Regions from separate parts of the Astyanax mexicanus genome. Here region 2 is linked to region 1. The links are chromatin contacts, called in public Hi-C maps. All regions are on one chromosome and are shown on one strand. The core of a region is the stretch at or near the end of the contact, and the rest is flanking DNA. Distances in the headings are between cores, read along the strand shown.

The links. A called contact is a pair of places that touch in the nucleus more often than the background predicts.
Region 2: a contact with region 1 is called in a Hi-C map of muscle, with 17 times the contacts expected there. The contact joins the enhancer-like site here to the promoter of myclb in region 1. A contact is called at or near these places in 3 of 3 Hi-C or Micro-C datasets (blood and muscle).

The regions. Positions count from the first base shown.
Region 1 is chr3:45,001,846-45,008,862 of AstMex3_surface, reverse strand. It overlaps myclb (MYCL proto-oncogene, bHLH transcription factor b), which reads right to left and starts at 4,766. Exons shown (of 3, transcript XM_007249274.4): 1 at 4,399-4,766; 2 at 2,442-3,111; 3 at 1-1,316. The coding sequence starts at 3,057. The coding sequence ends at 667.
Region 2 is chr3:45,098,855-45,105,033 of AstMex3_surface, reverse strand. No RefSeq gene overlaps it. Among protein-coding and RNA genes, the nearest start is that of trit1, 88 kb to the right of the region's middle. Within about 2 kb of position 4,768, the one cell type or tissue checked has an H3K27ac peak away from gene starts, as active enhancers do.

The DNA of each region.
Region 1 (7,017 bases), core at 3,517-6,016:
ATAGAAGAGGAAAAAAAAAAAAAAGAATTCTATGTGATCTTTACAGACAAACAGACAGACAGCTGGCTAACAACAGTGCTACTCCCTGTCTGTCTGTCAAAATCTAGTCCTGGCAAAATATTGCAGTGGGCCACAGACTTCACTTTGAAATATCTGAAGAAAATGTTAGTAATGGCACAGCAGGGCATTCAATTACATGTTTTAGGTTTTACTAAGCTTAGGAAATCTGATTTTTTTTGCAGATTCCATCACACTGAAATCTGTTAATTAGGGCAGCAACACGTGCATACAGGCTAAATGCTACATTTCAAATAATGCCGAACTGGCATGCTAACTCAATGTTACAGAATGTCCCCGACTAGGATTGTTCTAATATGTTTAAAAAAAAAAAAAAAAAGGGGTCACTTTAATCATCTCTTTTACGTAAGGTATAAACAAATCAGCAGGGCCTTCTTTGGGAAACGTAGTGAAGTTTATGTAATCTATAACACACCAACTGACTAGTCTGCAAATATCCATGTCGCCCTCTCCATAAGCCCACAAGCAAATGTGCAAAAATAAACAAACAAAACAAAAAAATCAATAATATTTATATTACAATAATACAAAATAAAGTACAGGTGTCTTTGCTTTTAAATATCTCAATTTTTTATCTTGTTTTTAACTTTAGGAGCGTTTTAGTTCTGCTAGCCTTCGAAGTAGCTGCTGCTGCCTGTTCTTAAGCTGCTTCTTTTCATGGGCTTTTTGCTTGTCAGTAATGTGCAGGGCACGCAAGTACTCCGCCGCTTTGGTCAGGATCACCACCTTTGGTGTCTTCGGACAGTCCATCAGACTGGGAATCTCGTCCCTCAAGGCCAGGAAGCGGGAGCGCAGGTCGTTGCGTCTCTTGCGCTCCAGGAAGTTGTGGTTCTTGCGCCTGTCCATGTCTTCGCTGTCTGAGCTCTGAGGGCTGGATGGCTGGGACTTGGGGCTGTGGTGGGATGAGGAGTGGGGCGGGGACGCAGGCATGGCCTGTGCTGGCATGGAAACAGCAGCAATAGACAAGTAGGGTTTGCTCTCAGGAGTGTGCAGTGTGGAACCTGTCCGTGGTTGGGGAGTCTCCTGGCGAACTTTCTTGCGAGGGGGCTCTACCTCAACCTGGCTGTCGGGGGAGGGAGCGGCGTAGTTGTGCTGCTGCTGGTGAATAGAGATGTGAAAGCGCTTCATGCCAGGGTCATAGGGGTCAGCACGCACGGTGATCGTGACCGGCTTACGGGAACTGACCAGCCGCGACTTGTGCTTGTGCTCTACTGTCACCACATCGATCTCCTCCTCATCTAAAAAAAAAAAAAGAAAAGAAAAGGAATAAATAAAGGACAGCACAAAATCAGATATACAATATATTACTGACCAATTAGCTTACATGTTATTGATGCTTAATTTTAGTGCACATAAATCTTCTACTCCCACTAATAACTAGATCTCAGGGTAAAATGAATGGTTATACATTGCATCTGTGGCTAGAGTTGTGCGCCGCCAAAAGTATTACACATGTTTTGAGGTTTTTGTAAACACAGAAGGGCTACTAGAGGTTGAGGAAACATTTAGATCAGACAGTCTCAAGGTTGACACATGACTCATCACAGCTGAGTATCCAAACTATCTGTTGAGCAGTTTCTTGTTCCCTTTTAATTGAAAAAAGTGCAGCTGAAGAACAAACAAAGAGGGTGAGGGAAAAAAAAGCACAAAAAAGATACAAGGACATGACCTAGAAGCCTGCCTAATTACTTAAAAGACAACCTTGGGTTGGCTAACCTTCAATAGTTGTTGTGGTGTTCTGGAACTGTAATGTGAAAAAACACTACATTTCTAAAATGTTTAATCTGCTAAAAAACTAAACTGTGCGTTAGGACATTTTAATCAAAATGCATGATTGCATATCCCTGTAAAAATAACCACCAATAAGATCTTCAAAAGTGGTCTACAATTCTTTCAGGAGCAGAGAAAAAATAAAAAGGAATCAGTGGTCTTTCATGACTTATCAAGTTTAGCTACATTTCTCACCGCTTCCTCTTTCAGCTGATCGTTCTCTGCTCCCCGCCCACAAGCACAACAATCCATCCCCTTGTTGGAGTTTAGGAATGTAGGACTATGGCACAAGTCCACACAGACATTCCACACATGATGTCAACCTCAAAACCGAAGAGGCATCATTGCATAACTCGTGTAACACCTCTATAACAGCGCCTTACGCACTCACCGAACTGAAGAGTTTAAAACTAATTCAATTAAAGAAGTACATTTGTATGACTTGAAGTAAAAAGGTGAGCATTGCCTGAATAAATCATGGTCTTTCGGATGATAAAACTTCTCTTGTTTGGACATGTTTAAAAATACACATAAAAAAAAACCCTGCATGCAGCATCATGCACTTGGATCAAAGTCAAGGACTATATGCCTACCAGAAGAATCGCTGCGTGACTCTGACCCAGACGACACCTGTTTCTTGCAGCTGCTGCTGCTCAGAGGGAAGGTCAGGACAGCCGCTGGATCCACACAATCCGTGGCCAAGCTGTTGAGCACAGGCGCAGCATCTGCAGGGACAACCTGCGATTTGCTCGGGTGCATGGAGTTAGTCTGGAGGGCAAAGGGCAGCTTGGACTGCCCCGAGCAAGACAAGCGCTCGTTGACCACTTTCTCAAGCCGCTGGCTGGCAGAAAAGCTGCTCCACATGCAGTCCTGGATAATGATGGAGCTCAGGTTACCAAAAGTCTTCTCCGCACTGACTTTACATTGTCCCTCATGCTCTTCGTCCTGCCCCAAGAACTGGGACACCCACTCCAGCTTGTCCCCTAGGGATGGATACACTGCCCCATTGGCACCCTCCACTGTCCTGATGGGAGACATGGGCGGGGTTGGGACAAGCTCGAACTTCTTCCAAATGTCCTCACTAGGCGCGGTGGACTTGAAGAAATCCTCGTCCAGGTTGTGGTCATCGTAGAAATAGTGTTGGTACTGATCACAGTCCTCCATCTCCCACCTGTCACAAGGCGGAAGGTTTGCACTGATTCCTGGCATCGGTCTGCTCAACAGTGCAACTTCAGAGTAAACACAGGTCACAGCACACAAGATCTGGAAGAGAATTGGGGAAAATAATAGTTTAAAAACCAAGACATGCTGTGATGAATTCATTCAAAAGTGTTCAATTGACTCCCCTCAGGCCTTAGTTATCCATCAATGAGGAAACTTGCCTTTGTTCTTTCTGTGTTTTCTATTTTTTTAGCCCTTTGTCCTGAAGTAGTTCAGATTTACTGCAAGCTAAGTAAGTCATTAATCAAAGGCAACAAGCATGACCTAGCACTCATGCACTGTCTACTTCACTGTAGCTCTAAATGAGCTTAGTTCCTAAAATATTGAGCTTGTTAAAGATACTTCAGAACTTGGTGGGTTTTAGGTGGGTTCCATCACCTAAAAAGTGTGAGCTCAGCTCAATTATTTGTGTGGTGGTAGAGCCTTAAAAAAGTTTCGCAACACAGTTAGTAGCTACACCATTGCACAACAACATGATGCAGTGTCAGAGGGTTTATACTACAGCAGAGTTGGCTCACAGTACTTCTGGGAAAATTACCTAGCTAATACTACCTTACTACTTACTTACTGTTCACTCTAAGCTGCAGCACTGCTGGCTTTGCTAAGAAAGTAGCTAAATAACTACTGATTCTGAAGCTAGTTATACTAAAGTTACTTAACCTGAATTATCTCTAGTGATGAAAAAAAAAAAAAAAATCTAAGAATGCTGTTTTCTGTCTGTAGTGCACTCTAAAATTCTACTATAAAATCTATACAGCAAATAAATCATGCATTTTATTTCATATTGAACTTTTTATTTCATAAACCATTCATAAACAGCAAACACATGATTAAAAGTGTTCTAAATCAAGTTAAATGAGTTAAATTAGCTGATACTTTGCCTGAATGATTCTAGTACTACTGTTTTTCCAGTGTTTTTGCAGTGGCTGGGGCCAAATTACTGTTTCATTGGTTTATAATGCAACAAAACATAAAAAAAAGAAAGAAAGAAAATACATCATGTTCATTGTAATGGTTGCAGGGTCTGAAAGGGTTAAGCTTCACCTATTGGCTCCAACTCTGGATCTCAATAACCCAGCTGAGTCAAATAAGACCAACCCAACTCCTTAAAAACACACACACACACACACACACACACACACACACACACACACACACACACACACACACACACACACACACACACACACACAGCTGATCCAGCTCATGCATCAGTGAGTGATCCAACTAATTGAACCTAGCTGGTTAACTTAACAAAGCCACCAAGTCCAATAAACCCCAAAAAGAAGAGCTCCACTCAGGACCCAGCCCAGCTCCTTCCATCCTTACCTTAAATTAATCCCCAGCCTCCGTGTCCTGCAAGACATTTGAGTCGTAAAAATCCACAGCGAGACTTCTGTTGTTGGGGCTGAGCTCAGTTCAGAGCTCCACTCTGCTGCTGCTGCTGCTGTACTTCTTTCCCAGCACTTTCTCTCTCTCTCTCTTACACACAGATTATTCTCTGAAAAAGCGCTTTCCAACAAACAGTAAAGGTCCCGGAGAAAATTCCCTCCTCTCTCCGTGCTTTCTCTGCAGCGCTGTATTCTCTCAGGCTCAGCTGATCAGTCTCTCCGAAAGGGAAGAGCGTGAAGAGTCCCGGCGTGAACGCAGGAACAGTTCAGTGCCACACTGCGGCTTCACTCACTCTGGATCCTTCAAGCAACTCCAGCGCGGTTTAATCCACAAGAGCGGGCGGGCTGATTTGCATAAAAGGCTGGTAGTAGTCGCGAGGCCACGCCCCCGTTTAAAGAGACAGGACCAGTCATAGAGCTCTGAAATATGAGAGTGAAATCAGGTATTCTTGGGTGTTTTTCTGACAGATAGATAGATAGGCATAGTTGTCCATTGTTCACTTTTTTCACTTTTTCACTATTCTCTCAAAGCACTATTATCAATATTATTAGTAGTATTATTAATCCTCTATGGCATCAGTCCCTCAATTTCCTATCTATCTATCTATCTATCTATCTATCTATCTATCTATCTATCTATCTATCTATCTATCTATCTATCTATCTATCTATCTATCTATCTATCTATCTATCAATCGTATGTTTTGGGAGGAAAAAATGCTTTATCATGAATAATGATAAATTGTATTGGAAATAGATATGCCTTGTAACATTATTTTAAATATTAGTAAACAATTTATTAATTTTGTAAATAAAAACGTATGATATGGTGTGGTATGATAACCACAAGTTTGCAAAAGTTTGGCTTGTTTCCTGAGATCACATATAGATTTATACCATGCATACCTATTTGTATTTCTATTTGTATGTAGTTGGTTTATATATGTAGAGATGATTCAATGGATATTTTAATTTATTGTATTTTTCTTTTCTTTTTGCTTTTGATAAATGCCAAACAAGTAATCTGATTTAGTTTATAGGACTGGTAGATGCCTGCTAAGATGTTGCTAGGTGTATAACAGATAGATGAAGGCTATAGTGTTGCCCACTATGGTGTTTTGCATTGAACCTTTAATAATAAAAAAATATATATGTAAACTGAAAAAGTAATTGTATTAAAACAAAGTAAAAGGAGTCCAGAGTGCATATATATACTTGTGCAAGGCAGAAAAAAAACACCATCACACCACACCACATCACACACTCATTATATATACACTGTATGTATACTACACACACTATACCATATTTTAGCTTTTGTTAAAGTTTGTATACAGTAGATGTACTCATTCCTAAAGATCCAAGTACATATCAGATCATCTACTCTCCTTCTACCTTAGTGGTCAACAGTGCAGCCAGACTGGCCAACTATTTTTGCTTATTTACCATAACCTGCAGTTATTAAATCCTGTGCTGGATTAAAAAAAATACCTAAACGTTAATGCTTGTTTGGAGAAATACCATAAAATTATCACAATTACTATTACTATTTCCTGAAATGACTTGTATGAAATCAAACATTTTTAAAATTATGTTTGAAGAACCCCCACACATCAATGAAAGCCTTTTTCCTAATACTGTGTGTGGGAACCTTTAAGTGTGTAGCTCGGCCCTTTCAGAAGTTCTAGTGAGCAAACACTTGTAGGTCTCACCTCTGATAGGATACACTTAAAATACTTCTGAAGAACAAAATGATAAGTAGGCCTTCAACACCTCACAGGAGCTGCAGCTGAAATATACTTAAAGCACATAGAAAGCATGTGCATCTGTATGCACCTCATGCTGTTTCTAAAATTACATACCACAGACTTCCATGAACCACACGCAGCTCTGTGTACACAACTTATGCCTTTTCTTTTTAATGTAAAACGTAGCAGTTCTTATGCTCTGTTTCTATCAGAGCACTGTGTGAAGTTGTGGGCTTTGAATCTGAGCCCCATGCAGATATGTATGAGAACACTGCAGAGCTGAAATAACCTTAGCTATAATCCCCTTTTGCATTGGAAAAGGAGGAACTACAGGACATGGAGCGAGTTACCAGCTCAAATGAAGACAATGGGCATGTGTTTGTGTGTACTGTATATGTGTGTGTGTGTGCAAGAGAGAGAGAGAGAGAGAGAGTGAGTAAGAGAATGTGTGAAAATCTCATTCAGATTACCACACTGTCATCACACTTTGAGGTGCTAATTAAGATGTTTGCCCTCAAAAGCTGGGCACCAATAACTGAAAAATGGAACACTGGATTTAAGCGGTTGAGTCAGTGGGTGTAAAAAAAAGTAAAAGATGAGTCCAAAAGCAGATTAGAGCACACTAGGGTGGGTGATAATAATGCACTCCAAATATCTCCATATATCCAGAATTAGAGTAAAATAAATGATACTGAACAGACATAATCTGTCTCTAGTAGATATGTAATGGGAAATGACAACAGTGTGAATTTTCCTTTTGCTAAAAACAGCAAAAAAAAAGTAGTACCCTGATGTGATAATTAGAGGTG
Region 2 (6,179 bases), core at 3,519-6,018, 96 kb before region 1:
ACATTTAATTGATAAATAAAGGAAGATTCCATATTTTACGGGACAGGTGGCAACCTTAAGTGCATGTAACAGTGGTGGTGATTCTGGAGGGCTGGATTATTGTAAAGTTTTGTGTTTTTTTTCTGCTTAAGAAAATGTGTGATTCAACTCAACTGTTAAAAAAAAAAAAAAAAAAAAAGGTTAAACGAAAATAAAGGTATAAATGAATGTCAAGGTAAATAAAAAACATTTCATGATTTACCTGGAATTCCACTTGGGGGTGATGTCTTCTCACAGTTTTGGGACTGCAGCACTATTTCCCACCATGTGTTTTTTTTATCTACATGAGCAAACTGCAATGTTTAATGATAGAATATAGTTCCTTTATAAACACAGTTAGCAAAACAATACAGAAACTAGAAGAAATGTGATCTTTAATCTTTAAAAATAAAATAAAAAAGCTATTTGAAAAAAAAGCACATTGCAGAAGGAATCAGTGTATTTCAAAGATTCATCCAGAAGGGGGCAGCAGAGTATTAAGGAACCAGTAGAATACGCAGCTTTTCCATTAAGTATTTAGGAAAAACTATTTATTTTATCATGCTCCTTATTAAACTTAAAATAAATGAAACTCTTAATTTATCAGTGTACATGATCAAGCAGATGTTAAAAAGGTCCACATGAAATTGCAGCTTATGCTGATGGTTTGAGTCTGCTCCAGTAAAGTAGGGCAGGAGGACACTGGAGATGAGATATGGAATGTGTGAGTCTATTACTGGAATACCATCATGGGAGTATAAAAAAAGGACCCAAAATGAGGCGGTTTTCTGAACTAACACCATCTCCTTGGAGTCTGAATTCCTGAAAGTACAACCAGTATCAGTCGAGGAGCGAGTTCTGCTTTGGATCATTGTGGTTGCCTAATCATGCGTCATGTTTTTCATAATAGGCGGAACATAAATAAAGTCTTTCAGGCTCCTGACCTCTGACTGATACATGGTGAACAGAGCATATTTTGCAGAAGTATATTCTTATCACGGATTGACAAATCGTACACTAAAACAATGAGACTAATGTTCTTTAAGCACATATACAGTATATAGACAGTGTTCAGTTTTAAAGGGTTGTTTAAACAGCTTATAAAAAACAGTTCTATGTAAATGTTAACATTATTAACAGCAAATAAAAGTGTATTTTATAGTTATGTACTACATTATAACTAATATATTTAGTAGCATCAGCATTTGTGATTGATCTATTCCTTCAGTTCAACTGGCATGGACAATTCTAGACAGACACCGCGGGTCACAATCATACCACACACACACACACAGCATTGTATTTTTGGGGATCAGGAAATCATAAATGCCCACAAACCTTTGGAAATTGAATGTCCCATCAATATGGCATCTACTTGTCCCATCAAGATGTCCCATCAAGATGTCCCATCAAGATGACACCTCACAACTTATACAGGTGAGAACGTTTCAAAGCTTTCTCCTGAGGTAAAACTTGACTATGACTTTTAGCATGTTATTGTATTGGTTTTACAGAAGTTACTAAAAAAAAAAAAAGTTACAATTTTTCATGTCTGAGTTTTTCTTTGTAATCCAATTGGGATGTTTGTTTTGTTTGAGTTTACATACAAAAACATTAATTATTTTTATTTTTTAATTTAACAGGAAAAGATCAAAGCCGTTTTCACTTTTAATAATAGTCAATATAAAAGACTTAGCTACAAAGTCTGTAGCATTTCCATTGGTCCATTCATGAAAACATTTTAAAGCAATGTAAAGAAAAAGTGCTCTGGAAAAAAAAAATAAGAAACCACTTAAGGATGATGAGTTTTTTTTTTTTATTTTACCAAATTAAAAACCTCTGGAATGAAATTAAGATGAAGATGGATAATCACAAGCCATCAAACCAAACTAAACTGCGTTAATTTTGGCACCAAGAGTGGCATAAATGTATCCAAAAGCAGTGTGTAAGACTGGTGGAAGAAAACATGCCAAGATGTATGAAAACTGCAATTAAAACCAGAGTTATTCCACCAAATATTGATTTCTGAACTTTTAATACTTTATTAATATGAACTTGTTTTCTTTGTGTTATTTGAGGTCTGAAAACTCTTTTTTGCATCTTTTTTGTTATTTTAGCTATTTCTCATTTCATGCAAATAAATGCTCTCAATGACAATATTTTTATTTGGAATTTGGAAGAAATGTTGTTCATAGTTTATAGAATAAAACAACGATGTTCATTTTACTCAAACATATACCTATAAATAGCAAAATCAGAGGTACTGAGGTGGTCTGTTGTACAAATTATGAGTAAGTTAAAATAGAAAATTTGTAGAAAAGGTGAGAACAATTTGCTTTTCTAGGCAGTCCTTTAGTATCACTTACCGAGTAACAAGCCTGTACTGTAGGGGGTAACACTGTAAGGTGGACAAGTCCAGACAAGTCCAGCTAAGATGAAAGTAATACATTAGAGAGAGTGTAAAGGAGAGTGAGGACGAGCTGCAGCTGCCCATCACTGAGGGGAATAAAACCCTGGGTCACTGGCGGCTCATGTTAGATTGCGCTCTGCTAGCCACACCTTTGGGAAGTTTCCAGGTAGGCTGAGGAGCAGTGGGTCCGTTGACAGGTGCAGGGCAAAGTAAACATATGAGCCAATGTGAGCGTGAGCCGTTGGCACCCCCACAAAGAGAGGGAGGGAGGAGGAGAGGAGAATCTGAAGGAGGCTGGCCCAGCACAAAGGACGGTTACAGGCTCATTTGCCTGCTAATCTGTTTCTGTTTCAGCGGCGTGATGTTTTTGGGGCAGTTGGAGAGTAAGTGTGCACAATTATGCTGTTAAACAGCTCAGTTATAACTGATAAAAGAGGCTTATCCTGAGTGACACACACACACATACACACACACACACACACACAGTATCGTCTCACGTGTATAACACCTTTGCCCTCTGTTGTTCCGTTGTTGCAGATAAATAGTGGCGTGTGACGGAAGTATTATTTTGGCAGCAGCTGCAGTTAGATTACCAACAGCTGCACTGTACCTTAGCCCTTCCACACCCACACAGCATGCTTTACAAGAGCAGGTGTGTTTATGGACCAAACAGGTCAATAATGTTGCTGAGGGCAGTGTTCAGATACATTTAACACTTCACCTCTATTCATACACACTGCAGCCATTAGCTGCAGAAAATAAATTTCTAGGCGGAGAGCAGACACAAAGAATGGACAGTATTTTCCTGGATGGCTGAAATAATATATATTACCGCTTCTGTGTTTCCCTCTTTTTCTGTGCGTTTCGCAGCTCAATATGTAAGTAGCACAAAAACACATCAATCTGAAAGTAACAATTCAACTGCAGCAATTTCTGTGTATTTCACACCAACCACAACATTACACATCTCTCTCCCCACTGATTGTAAATGTCTCAGTTGAGGTTTCTTTCTTGCACTTTGTCTTCAATAATCTGTCGATATCTCTATCCATCTTTTTATTCATTCATTTATTCTTTGGTCTGTTTATCCATTCATCCATCTATCTGCAAAATTGTCAACAATCTTTTTTTCCTTTTTGTATCTGTCCATCTATCCAACCATCTTTCTTTCAAACTGTCTCTCCATTCATCAGAATATCTATATCATCTATCTATTCTTTTATTAATCTGAACATAACATGATCCATCTATTCATACATAATCGGGTGGACAATCTATCCATACATTTATCAGTCTATACAATTATCTATCCAGCCAGATATTTTTACACAGTAAAATGAACACTAACAGCGTTGATTTAACACTAGCGTGTATCCATACATCTATTGATTGTCAGATGGATTATCTAAACATCTGTCTATTTACCCATACATCAATAGTCAAACAAACTATCCATTCATCTGTCTATATCCATCCATTCACATTTACATTTTGTATTTTTTTTTTGCATTTTGTCATTTATCCATCACTCCATTTCATGTCTATCATTCTTCATCTACTTATTATATTGTTGTTGTTGAAATATGCATCAAAATAATGAAACTGAATCATAGTGAAATCTGAAATCACTGTGTTTACATATCACACACCAACACATTTTCTCTTTCTGAATGCACTTTTGTTCTTATCCACAGGAATTGATACTGCAGGCAGGGAAGAGGCAAAACTTGTGGTTTTAGCAGAAAAAAAAGTTTCACTGAAACTACACACTGTACACTCACACAGACATGTGATCACACCAACAAATACTAATAAACCCTGAAATATGAGGAAATAAACAAGCAGTTACACTGGTCACACTCTTTCAATACATAGGATTAAAAAAGAACCTTACTGATGCAGATTTAGACTAATTCAGAAGCTGCTGTTAAGAAGAAAAGTTTGTAATGCGTTCTGTAGTAAGTAGTATTTTAAGGCAGTTAACCCTAGGCTGTAAGAACGGCGTGTTTCTCTTATGTAAGAGCTCTGGACATAAAGGTGAGAGCGCTCTTACATAAGCCGCGCTCCTCTCGAGGTGCTGCAGTGAGGAGAAGGAGCAGCAGCAGTGAAAGGGTTAACCCTGCCGCAGTCGCCCGTTAGCCCCGCCCGCGATCAGCAGCTCATTTGCATGCGAGACATTTGGCGGGAAAGGCTGGTGCGCGCGCTGCCTTTGTGCTAGAGCTCCGCCCCCTGCACCGGCTCCAAAGGCGGGAAAAAGCAGCGCGCGAAAAAACTGCAGCAAAAACTGCAGAGTGCAGCAGAGCGGCGCTGACCACGCCCTCCTCTCCCCGTCTCCCGCGGCAACCGGCGGCCAGCCGACCACGCCGTAACCGGGCAACCGGTACAAACACGCGCACAGCGCTGTGGACCAGCACGTTAGATAAACATGAACACATTAAACCGAGAGGCGCGAGCGCGGGAACGGAGGGGGTGTGTGAGGGAACGCCCGGGTTTTTCCCCGGTTAGAGCGCGAGACAGCCGGCCTTAGAGATAAACGAGAGAGAGAGAGAGAGAGAGAGTGTGTTAGAGAGAGAGAAAAAAAGTGTGTGTAAGAGAGTGAGAGAGGAAGAAGAGGGGAGAGGAGGGAAACATGGGAGGCCTCAGAGGAGAACATTGCACTGCAGTTATCTAAGATGCTGGTAAACAATGTTCTAACACACACACACACCTAAAATAAGTAAGTACACAACATACTCTCTCATTGCATGGTCACTGAGCTCATACACCACAATGACACCACATGCAAATCACTCAGATGACTGTGGTGTAACAATATAAAGGAAAGATAGTAAGCTACTAATGGTACTATACAGGAGGGTGTCAGTAAACCAGAATGTACTGGTTCTATGTCACACCCTTGGCAAACCCCCTCTGCATAACCCATTACCATTGCACCTAAAAGAACACAATGCTGCATTTGTACTGTCATTTTTGTATTCATATATTTAAAAAGCCTAGTGAATTGTATTACTCTATATATTTGTAATGTACAGTGGTAGAAGTGCACTATAGCAAATGCACAGATGGGCATACCTGAGGTGGTCTACCTACTGCATTTCATGGATTGTGAAGTTTCTGGATATTAATGTAACTTGATTAAATTATATAATTTGCAAAGCACTTGGACAATTGTTTTGCTGTTGCAGGTCTAGGATGTCCTGATTCCTGTCAGGCTGGAGTGTTAGAGTACATAACCATTGACACCATAGATTAATGTGTAGTTTTAGTGTTTCATGGTCATTTTGTTCATAACAAACTTTACATTTTTCTAGTAGTTTGTCTCAGTAGCTAGTTAACTTTCCTATTCCTCTTTAAAATTTTGCAACAGATGGCAGAGGCTGCCGGCTTTAAGGTGAAACGGAAAAATAAAAGAAAATAAAGGCTAATAAAAGCTAATTTCAGCTCCACATCACGGAATTTTTTTTTCGTCACATAAATGAAATACATTTTTAAGAACTCTGCTCCTGAAGCTTTATAGACACCAATTCAAAGTTTGCATTGTACATGTGCAGAGAACTGTGGGCAACTGAGGGCCTTGAAGTATACAACAGCTGTGTCCTTGATATTGAACCAAACATACAGAATGGCTGCATTTCATATACGTACAGTCCTTCACTTTGTAACAGGGTTCTATGTAGAACACCTCAGCTACAGAGTAAGAATAATAAACACTTGGCAAAGACAACAAAGAGGGCTGTGGTTAAATACTGTT